Regions from separate parts of the Xenopus laevis genome. Here region 1 is linked to region 2. The links are chromatin contacts, called in public Hi-C maps. All regions are on one chromosome and are shown on one strand. The core of a region is the stretch at or near the end of the contact, and the rest is flanking DNA. Distances in the headings are between cores, read along the strand shown.

Region 1 (5,160 bases), core at 2,197-4,696, 45 kb before region 2:
AACTACTGCCATGCCAAGTGTGTTTGATTTTCTGTCGTTATGAGATTGGCAAGCCAAATGTAACATATCTGGTATGCACCCCCAAACAACTAGTGAGTCAAAAAAAGTATATTGGCAGAGAGGCTGAGATGTATACACATATAACCAGCTTTAACTCTTTGTCTCCAGTATATTTAACAGTTTGAGAACTATCAATTTAGTTTAGTGAAAAACTTTATTGGAGTTCCACTGTAACATCATTAGGCTGCTGAGGGTATAACAGTCCATTAAAATGACCCAATACATTTTATTAAATAATTTATATATAAGATAAAATGCCAAATGAAGGTCACTTTCTACAGCAAAGCATCTGTTTTTTGTAGATCCAAATGCTTAGCTTTGTGCATGCCATGCCTCTGGGCTGTACAAAATAATCGGAATTTGTTTCTACTTGCTTGTGCGGCTTCCCAGCATTCACTGCTACACACCCACATCTCTGCATTCTCTCATTCTGTATGCAAGTGGCACACAAACAACTGTGGCAGTTGCTGCACTGACATTTTCTTTTCTCTCATCAGTATTTCAGATACCTATGGATTCTACAAGGACACATTCATGCAAACTGATGTGATATGAATGCTTAAATATAGGGCTAGCTCTCTGCAGTGTGGAACTTCATTCTAATCTGATTAAATGAGCTCTGCCCCTCTCTCACTATTAATTCTGTAAGAGAAAATTAAAATGGAGAAATGTATTCTTATAATATGGTGTCCTGCCAAAAGCCATAATTTGTGAAAATATGAATCGCACTGAGTGTGCCATTTGTCTAGTTTAGAAATGTGTTGAACAGTAATTACAAAGATATCCCTATAATTTCATGCACAGCAAGCTCAGCTAAGCATATGGCAGCTACAAGCTTGTGGGGTCAGTAGCTGCACTTCTATGAGCGGTGAGTACCATTTTGAAGCAATAATTTTTCATGTGTCTTGGTGGTATTTTCAGTGAGTAGAGTAAAGAGCAGCACTGGTTTGATAAACTTATACTTAAAGATCTGGAATTTGAACAGAGGTTTATTTCTATCACCAGTTCACAGTGCGATGTAACCATCATTTTCCTTGTGTACATATCCCGTTATGCTTTCATAACCTTCTTTTCCAGGAAGGCAAATACTTTTATTATTTTCACACTCAGTAGTACATTCATGTGAATTTCAACAGCTTTGTGGATAATGTTTATGAAGTAGGACATTCCTTAAAAATTCAGAGTTCAATCTGCTTATTGAATGTGACTCAGGTTCCACTCATACTGCACATGAAACATTGCATACCTATGAGGAGAATACCGATGAGTGGAATGGGAAAATATATATTCAAAGGATTTTGTGCCATTACAGTGAAGAAACAAATCCATTACAGTGGCGATAGTTACCTACCTGACAATATTAACTTGCAGACAACCAACCAACTATTGTGACCTAAAGTAAAGGAGTATTCATATCAGCATATTGTTTATGACCAGCGGCATAACAAAACATTTCTGGGACCCGCACCAAATATTTCTATTGCAACCTAAAATCCAAGATTTTGCCCAAATTTTATTGAAAATGCACATAAGTCAGGATTCCACTGGATGTTTTAGGATAATGCCACACAGTTTATTCTCAGTCTGCAGATATATACCTATCACTCCCAGAAAATCACGTGCCAACTACCACCAGTTTAGGAAGTATCAGCTACAGGTGGCCATAAACAGACAGATAAAAGTTTCAAAGTCGAACTTGTATGGGGCTGCTCCTCGAAAATGTGTTTAAGTCCAATACTTAGTATTGGTTATCATAAAATCAATGTGCCATAGACCTTACAATGAGACATACTTAAACGTAACTGGTACTTAATGTCAACTTGAATTAAAGGAGACAGACAGTGTATATGAAATTTTGTAGCCAATAATGTTAAAAACCCTACTTTAAGCATAATTATTTGTGATTTAAAAAAAGAGTATAATGCACTGGTACATTCTTGTTTTTCACTTTTACTGTAAATGTGAACAAGGTTGTGTACAATTAGATACAGGTTTACCTAGGCTTACCTCAAGCAAACAAAACAAAGTAAGTCTACATGATTTGAAAAATGATAAATATTAGTCTTTGGAAACACACCGAAACATTGATATGATCTCAAATAAACATTTATAAAACCGGTTTAACATTAAAGTTAACTTTTAGTATGTTTTAGAATGTCCTCTTCCTAAGAACTTTGCAATGGGTATTCATAATTTATAGTTTTTTTAATTATTTGTTTTCTTCTTCTTTCCAGCTTTCAAATGAAGGTCACCGACTCCAACTCCCTCCCAAAAACAAAAAAGATCACCCGACAATGTTATTGTTATTTTTATGTTTCTTACATAACTTTCTATACAGTCCCTTACCTATGCATCTTCCAGTCTCTTATTCAAGCCACTTCTTGGTTGCTAGGGTAAAATAAGAGTATAGTAACCAGATAGCTGCTGAAATACTAAACTGAAGACAAAATGTTAAATAAATGAAGAAACACGAATTAAAAAATAGGACCAATTCTAAATTGTCTCAGAATATCACTGTCTATGAGTCTCATACATCTCATTCCAAGAGTTTATTTAAAGGTGAAAACTCCCTTTAATTAGGCAGAACACATGCCCAGTTTGTCCTTGAGTCACAACTACAATAAAAAAAAACAATACATTAATAAAGACACTGAAGCAATGGGTATCATGAATCCTATTACATGCTACTGGAAGGGATGCTAAGACATCTAAACATATTAACGTACCCACTTTATTTTGCTAATCAAGACGGCCAAGGAATGAGTTAATGGGAAGTTTTATCCTTTAATGAAAAGTCAACAGGGGGCCTGTCAATGAATGGCACTAAAGACTCACTGGGTGGATTTTCACTCTAGAAAACAACTTTTTGCCAGGGGCCAATTAAACAAGGATAATGTAGACATCACAAACAGTGAATACATCCGTTTACTAAAAGCTAACTTGGTATACAGCTAAAATTCCTGACCACCTAGAATGTTGTTGAATTAGATGATCTGAAAAAGAAATACTAAATTCAGGCAACTCCAGCTGAAATAATTTACTACCCTCAGTATCCTCAGCCAAACCACTGGAGGGTTGAGCTCCATGGCATTCTGCATAATTATGATTGCTCTTCACTTTCTACTACTTATGCATGGAAACATGACACTCTAGTCTATCAGTATGACTGTAAAGAACTACTCAAATTATTTTAAAAAGGAGTGTGTTGTGTAAAAATGATGATGTATCCTACTAAATATATTATGCCTAATTAGGATATGTCATTTAATTTAATTTAAATTTAAAGGTTTGTTTAATTATAAAGGCATAGAAACAGAATGGTCTCCCTTTAAATTGCAGTCGAATATGTAGAAGGTCCTACGCACACCTGTTGTTTCAAACACTGCACTGGTGGTGCTGGCTGTCCACTGACCTGGCTTGGTCCCTGAGCATCTGTGAATACATGGAGACGTACACACTCATATTATAGCAGTTGGGGAGCTCATCCCATTTATTGCTTCACCAATAATACTTATTTTTGTATCATTGGTAAAGCAATAAATGGGGTAAGCTCCCCAACTGCATAATTTGAGTGTGTGTGGCTCTGTGTATTCACAGATCGCCTTATATTGTCACATGAGATTCAATACAAAATCTCTCCCTGTTTTTAACCCTTGTCTGGTCCCTTAAAGGAGAAGGAAAGCTCAAAGACAGTTTAATGCCAACAGATTAGCCACAATAGTGCGAGCTAGAATGCTATATTTATTCTGCAGAATGCTTTACCATACCTGAGTAAACAGCTCTAGACACTGTCTCTGTTTGTTTAGGATAGAAGCTGCCATATAAGATTGGTGTGACATCACTTCCTGCCTGAGTCTCTACCAGCTCACTTACAGCTCTGAGCTCAGATTACAGCAGGGATGGGAGGAGGGAGGGGGAGAGGTGTAAACTGAGCCCTGCCCTGGAGGTTTATGCTGAAAACAGGAAGTCTGATATAGAAGCCCATGTGTACACAACAGAAGGAAAGAAATGCTATGTTTCTTTTGATAGAGGACTCAGAGCAGCATTACTTTGAGGGTTTACTTATGTATTTATATAGACCTTTCTGATAAAGCTTACTTAATTTTAGCCTTTCCTTCTCCTTTAACTGCAACTTCACCATACAACCCTGCCTTATTTACTAGAGATAGTGTATACCTTCATCATCCAAGGTGAATGTTAGTGGTCCCTTTAGTTTAAGGGCCCAGAGCATGCAGTACACAGAGCTATCTGCTGTTAAAGCCGAGCCAAGTTGTTCCCATTCTCACATACTTTCAGTTATACTTCGCTGATGTCAGACTACCAAACACAATGTAACTAGATGATTATTTCATGAACGCTCATTGTTTGTGTTCAGCTGCCACGGTGCTGATGTAATGCACATTTACAAACAAATTAAAAAGTAGATATGACATTTCCAACCCCCCCTCCAATATGCATGCTTAATTAGAACTAACGATGCGCCAAACCTCATCCCCTGGAATGGATAGTACTGGAGAACAACAAAAGACTGGAATTTATAAAGCAAAATATTGCACATGTAAAGGCCAAAAGAACAACGAGGTGGTTTATACCACAATAATGATACCAATTCCCAATTTTTATGAAATGGGGAACATATGCAATACAAAACATTGAGAGGCAGACATTCATGTATGCAACAACTACAACGTAAGAAACATCCAGAGAGAAGGACTGCATGGATTGCATTTCATACAAAAGACACTTTCCAATCAGCGCAGCTCAGCAATTTGCATTTATAAAAAGTAATCATGGGATTTAGTAACCTTACTATTAAAGGGGTTGTTTACCTTCAAACACTTGTTTCAGTTTAGTTGGTTTCAGATTGTTCAGCAGAAATGGACTTTTTCCAATTAATTTCTATTTTCTATTTGTTATTATATTTAAGCTTAAAGGGGTTGTTCACCTTTAAATTAACTTTTAGTATGATGGAAAGAAAAATATTCTGAGACAATATGCAATTGCTTTTAATTTTTTCTTGTTGGTGGTTTTTGAGTTATTTACCTTTTTATTCAGCAGCTCTCCAGTTTGCAATTACAGCAGGGTGCAAATTACCATGAC
Region 2 (5,145 bases), core at 590-3,089:
ATGCTATCTGCCAATTGGTTTATATGGGTTATTAGACAAGTAGAAAATTTAGGACCATTTATTACATAAACCACTAAAGGTTTTGAAGAAAGTCCTATTAAAAAAATATCAGCGGGAAAAAAAAGAAACTAAAATATTCCTGACAGCCAGAGATTTGCATTATGCACAGTAAATTGCACTGTGGGTCTAAAATTCTTAAAAATCTAGTGTTTATGGAAATGATATGGCAAACAACACCATGATTTGGAGAGTTGTGCTAAGATTTTAGCAACTATAGACAAAGGGAATTATATGTTTCAAATGAATTACATAAAATAGAAAACCTCCTACTATGTCTGTTTGAATATGTTCTTAAATAAGAGCTTAATAATTCCACCTTTTATTGAATTACCTACAGTATGTGCAGCAATTATACTGTACCCAGGAGTTGCAGCATAATGCTCCTTGTCTAGCCAGGCTTCACCACACACGTGGATCCTAAACAGATAACGGCTGTAAAATGTCACACAAGAAATATTGCTTTCCCAAAGTGGGAGAGACATGAGCAGTTATAGAAGGTGGACCCGCACTCCTTTAATAGTGAATCAAATGTGTTTATTTTCAATGCATATCCAACGTTTTGGCGCACATTAGGGCCTTTTTCAAGAACTTTTCAGCCATACTGTGGGCTGAAATGTTGGATATGCATTGAAATTAAACACGTTTGATTCACTATTAAAGGAGTGCGGGTCCTTTATATATATATATATATATTTGGATTCAGAATAGGGCTTATTATATTTCACTATTCCTATATGTTATACAGGTGGAGGGTGGCATGTAGGCCATCCTCACCTGCACCCTACCTGTCCAGTAGCGTAACTAGAGGGGGGCGGGCCCTGGTGCGTGACGCGCAGCCGGGCCCCGCCCCCCTCCGTACGGCCGCATTTTCAGTGGCACACGGGCTGCCGGGAGGCCCTGAGAGGGTGCGGGCCCTGGCCCGCTCGCACCCCCCTGCTACCCCAGTAGTTCCGCCACTGTACCTGTCCCTATTTGCGCAATTCGGATGTGGCAGGGAGTGGCAGGAAGTGCATTTCACCCCAGGAATTTCAAGACTGTGATGGAAATTGAGATTCTTTGTTCTATACTGAGCTGGATTTTACATTTGATCCTCAGTGCAGGGCACAGGGGGGCACAATTGCTACAAAAACAAGCACTAAGTGGTATGCTTTTGTACTTTCATTCCCTAGGGCAGTGATCCCCAGCCAGTAGCTCATGAGCAACATGTTGCTCTCCAACCCCTTGGATGTTGCTCCCACTGGCCTCAAAGCAGGTGATTATTTTGGAATTTCAGGCTTGGAGGCAAGTTTTGGTTTCATAAAAACCAGGTACACTGCTAAACAGAACCTTAATGTAGGTTGACAATCCACATAGGGGCTACCAAATTGCCAATGACAGCACTTATTTGGCACCCCAAAAACATTTTCCATACTAGTGATGCTCCCCAACTCCTTTTACTTCTGAATGTTGCTCACGGGTTCATAAGGTTGGGGATCCCTGCTCTAGGGTCAAGAATGACCTCTATGGTGTCCATTGTATTTAGTTCAATAATTATAAACACAGTAAGCAAGTTGTCTGCAACATTTATCCATTGCTCACAATTTTACCTTTTTTTTGTGCCTAAATTGCTTTAATTCCTTATAGAGAAACAGTAGAAAATTTCTTGAAGCAAATATTTTATCTAAGATTAACCTCTTTGCATTTGCCAGACAGAATCTATGAACCTCTAGCTCCTGATGTAACTACAACTCGCAGCATTCCCTGATAAATAAAGGCATTTCATGGGGATTTTTATCGGTATATGGCATAATACAGTACAAGGGCTAAAGGTTCTGCTTGACTGCTGAATATGGAAGTACAAAAGTAGGATTGCTGTACAATGGCAGAAGCAGTTTTGTGTCTGTGAGAGTGTGCAGGTGGTTTTGGGACAGCTTGCAGAGATGATTCAGATCTGGCTGACAGTTACTATATTTCAAAGGTACATGAAAAAAAAAGCTGAATATTAGATTACTTGTGTAGAACAGTCTGTCATGAACATGATTTAAATGTTTAATAAAAAAAAAAGAAAAGAGAAAAGCTCATTGTATGTGTGGTTGCCAAGCATTGTCAGCATGTTGATGGATTTTGGAAAGAAGTATTTCATCTGAATACTGATAATTCAGTGCAGCTGGGTAAAATCCATTCTCTGAGACTGTGGGCACAGGGGTTAAGGGGGTGATTTGCTGACCTAATGGCAGAAATATAAAACGGTTTGATTTGAGGTCTGTGGCTTTTCTACAGATATGGGCTAGAAGACCTACAGGATCATCATGTTGGCATATTTTCCATTTCCATACTATGTATAGTATTGGTCTCTATTATATATGTATACAAATTAAAATGTAATTTGCAGTTGTAGGAGTGATGTCAGGGGATATAACACAGATCAGTTATGTGTATTTTCATTATGTTAATGCAGAAGGTAATAGAGCACCTCCATGCAACTGCCTGATACTTGAGGTGCATACTTATGAAACCAAATTGGTCAACATGCATTTGGATTAATAACCTAATCAATATCAGATGTTCATATAATGCCAATCCACACAGGTAAGAAACTTCTGGTACAAATGTATCTTTCTTATACAGTATGCCTTATGAGACAGAGCGCAGGCATTTGGATGACTACCTGTGACTTCACTGATTATGTCTGGGAAAGCTCAGTGCAATGTTCAGGAAAACACCAAAACCTCTGCTTTGATACAAATGGTTGTTGTTGGGAAGATATTTTCCTTACATCACTTAAATGCATCAAATACCCAAGAATTGCAGAATTAAAGACAGACATCTCTAATCGTACATTGTGTTTTATTGGTTTCTTTGCAGGCTGTAACCACTTATGCATAAAATGGTGGACATCCCTATTAATCTGAATGTCAGCATTTTTCAACCAGCCCTTCAATTTAGTGTGCTGTACAGAGTATTCTTTTTAATAGCAATAACTATGGGCACCCTTAGGTTGACTATTTCGCTTGCGTTAACATTTTTTGCTGAAAGGTAAATTATTATAAGTGATTATCCCATGACAAGTTGTCCTTAAAGGAGAAGCTTATAGAAGAAGTAGGGTAGAAATGCTATACATTATGTTTTGGCTTCTGTACCAGCCCAAGGCAACCACAGCCCTTTAGCAGTAAAGATCTGTGTTTCCAAAGATGCCCCAGTAGCTCCCCATCTTCTTTTCTGCTGATTCACTGCACATGCTCTGTGCTGCTGTCACTTACTGAGCTTAGAGACTGACACACAATATATCTGACTCTATATACTGTATAATATATATGCCACAGAATAAGGCTGATTAGTAAATAATTCAGATTATTATTACACTCATTTTCTGCTTGTTAATTTGCAACAACCTCTAAGCATAGCTTCTCATTTGGTGCTCAAAGCACGCTGATCATGTGCGTGTCGCAGACATCCCGAACAAAATCCAAGATGTCAAACTTGCAGTTTTGCAGACCTGAATCATTACTGCTATACAAAATATACATAAAATATGGCATTTATAACCATATTAAGGGGCCCATTTACTTAGTTCGAGTGAAGGAATAGAATAAAAAATACTTCAAATTTCGAATGATTTTTTTGGCTACTTTGACCATCGAATTGGCTACTTCGACCTTCGACTACAACTTTGAATCGAACGATTCGAACTAAGAAGCGTTCCGACTATTCGACCATTCGATAGTCGAAGAACTGTCTCTTTAAAAAAAACTTCGCCAAATTTAAACCTACCTAAGAAAAATCGTTCGATCGATGGATTAAAATCCTTCGAATCGAACGATCTAATGAATTGCGGTAAATCCTTCGACTTCGATATTCGAATTCGGCAATCGAATATCGAGGGTTAATTAACCCTCGATATTCAACCATAAGTAAATGTGCCCCTAAATGTTAGAGTTTAGTTCTTCTTTAAACCATCATCTGTAATGGTGAAATGCAAAAAAGTAACAAGTAAATGCTTATATGCAGAATACTAAAATGAGTTAAATATTGTATTTTGCTAAGAAATCAGAGAAGCTAACGAGCAGTTCAATGGCTAGGTTAAATCCAGAAGCAAATGTTGTGTATGTTTCTGTAGAAATGCAAACTCATATTCTAATATGTTATATTTATAAACAACTGTAATAGATGCAAGATTTATTCAGTATTATCCATAATGAAAGGGACAGATTTATCAAAATCTGAGATTAAAGCTCACCACAAAATAAAAGTGTATTTATTAAATGGTGAATTCTAACTTTCACCCACTGATAAATACACTTATAAAAACCCCATAGGAATGAACAGAAAAGGGTGAGTTTTTGGTGATGAGCTTAAACCGCACATTTTGATAAAAAGTCATATTAGTAAATGGCATCCCAACCATACAGTATATGGTGTATGAATTGTCTCATTTGTGGCATGATTTTTATTTTTTACCACACACTTGTTATTTTGTAAGACACAACTAATTTTAGAGTAAAACAATAACACTTATGGAGATATTTACTAATACCAAAAATGTCATACACATTTTTACCGTATTTATTAATAAATTTACTTGAAAAAATCTGGTGTGAGAAAAGACTTGAAAAAGAAAAAATCAGAATTATATGATATGACTCCCTAAAACTAGTTTTTTTTCGGATTATTGCCTGAAAACCACAAATTATCAGATCAGGATATCGTCCAATTGTAAATGGGACATCTGAAATTGAATGCTACATGACCTCGGCAGGTTTAAGATTAAATATTTTTTTATTCATACTTTTAGCAGCATCAGGATTTAATAAATCACAAAAAAATTTAGTTTTTTTTCTCTGAAACAATAGTGTTTTCCCCTTCTTCTCCAACCAGAAAAAATAGGACTTTAATATATAACCTCCATAATTATTCCATAGTCTAGCTTAGTCATACCTCCCAACTGTCCCCAGCTCAACCCGCAGTCCCTCGTTTGTACTGGAAAGTCCCGATTTTCTCTGCACTGAACAGCCAGAAAAAGAAAGAAAGTTTCTAACTTAATTGGCTTTTGGCAGAGAGCCCAGAACAGTCACAGCTGCAGATACAATACTTTTGTAACAATTTTGA

Evidence for each region. Hi-C and Micro-C count contacts between places; a contact is called where the count stands out from the background.
Region 1: a Hi-C map of the XTC cell line shows a contact between it and region 2, with 3 times the contacts expected there. The contact joins two enhancer-like sites. A contact is called at or near these places in 3 of 4 Hi-C or Micro-C datasets (the XL177 cell line, the XTC cell line and animal cap).

The regions. Positions count from the first base shown.
Region 1 is chr4S:83,580,892-83,586,051 of Xenopus_laevis_v10.1, reverse strand. All of the region lies in intron 2 of bcar3.S (breast cancer anti-estrogen resistance protein 3 homolog), which reads right to left. Among protein-coding and RNA genes, the nearest start is that of bcar3.S, 23 kb to the right of the region's middle. Within about 2 kb of position 3,446, at least 2 of the 7 cell types and tissues checked have an H3K27ac peak or open chromatin away from gene starts, as enhancers often do.
Region 2 is chr4S:83,534,070-83,539,214 of Xenopus_laevis_v10.1, reverse strand. No RefSeq gene overlaps it. Among protein-coding and RNA genes, the nearest start is that of trnar-ucu, 13 kb to the right of the region's middle. Within about 2 kb of position 1,839, at least 1 of the 7 cell types and tissues checked has an H3K27ac peak or open chromatin away from gene starts, as enhancers often do.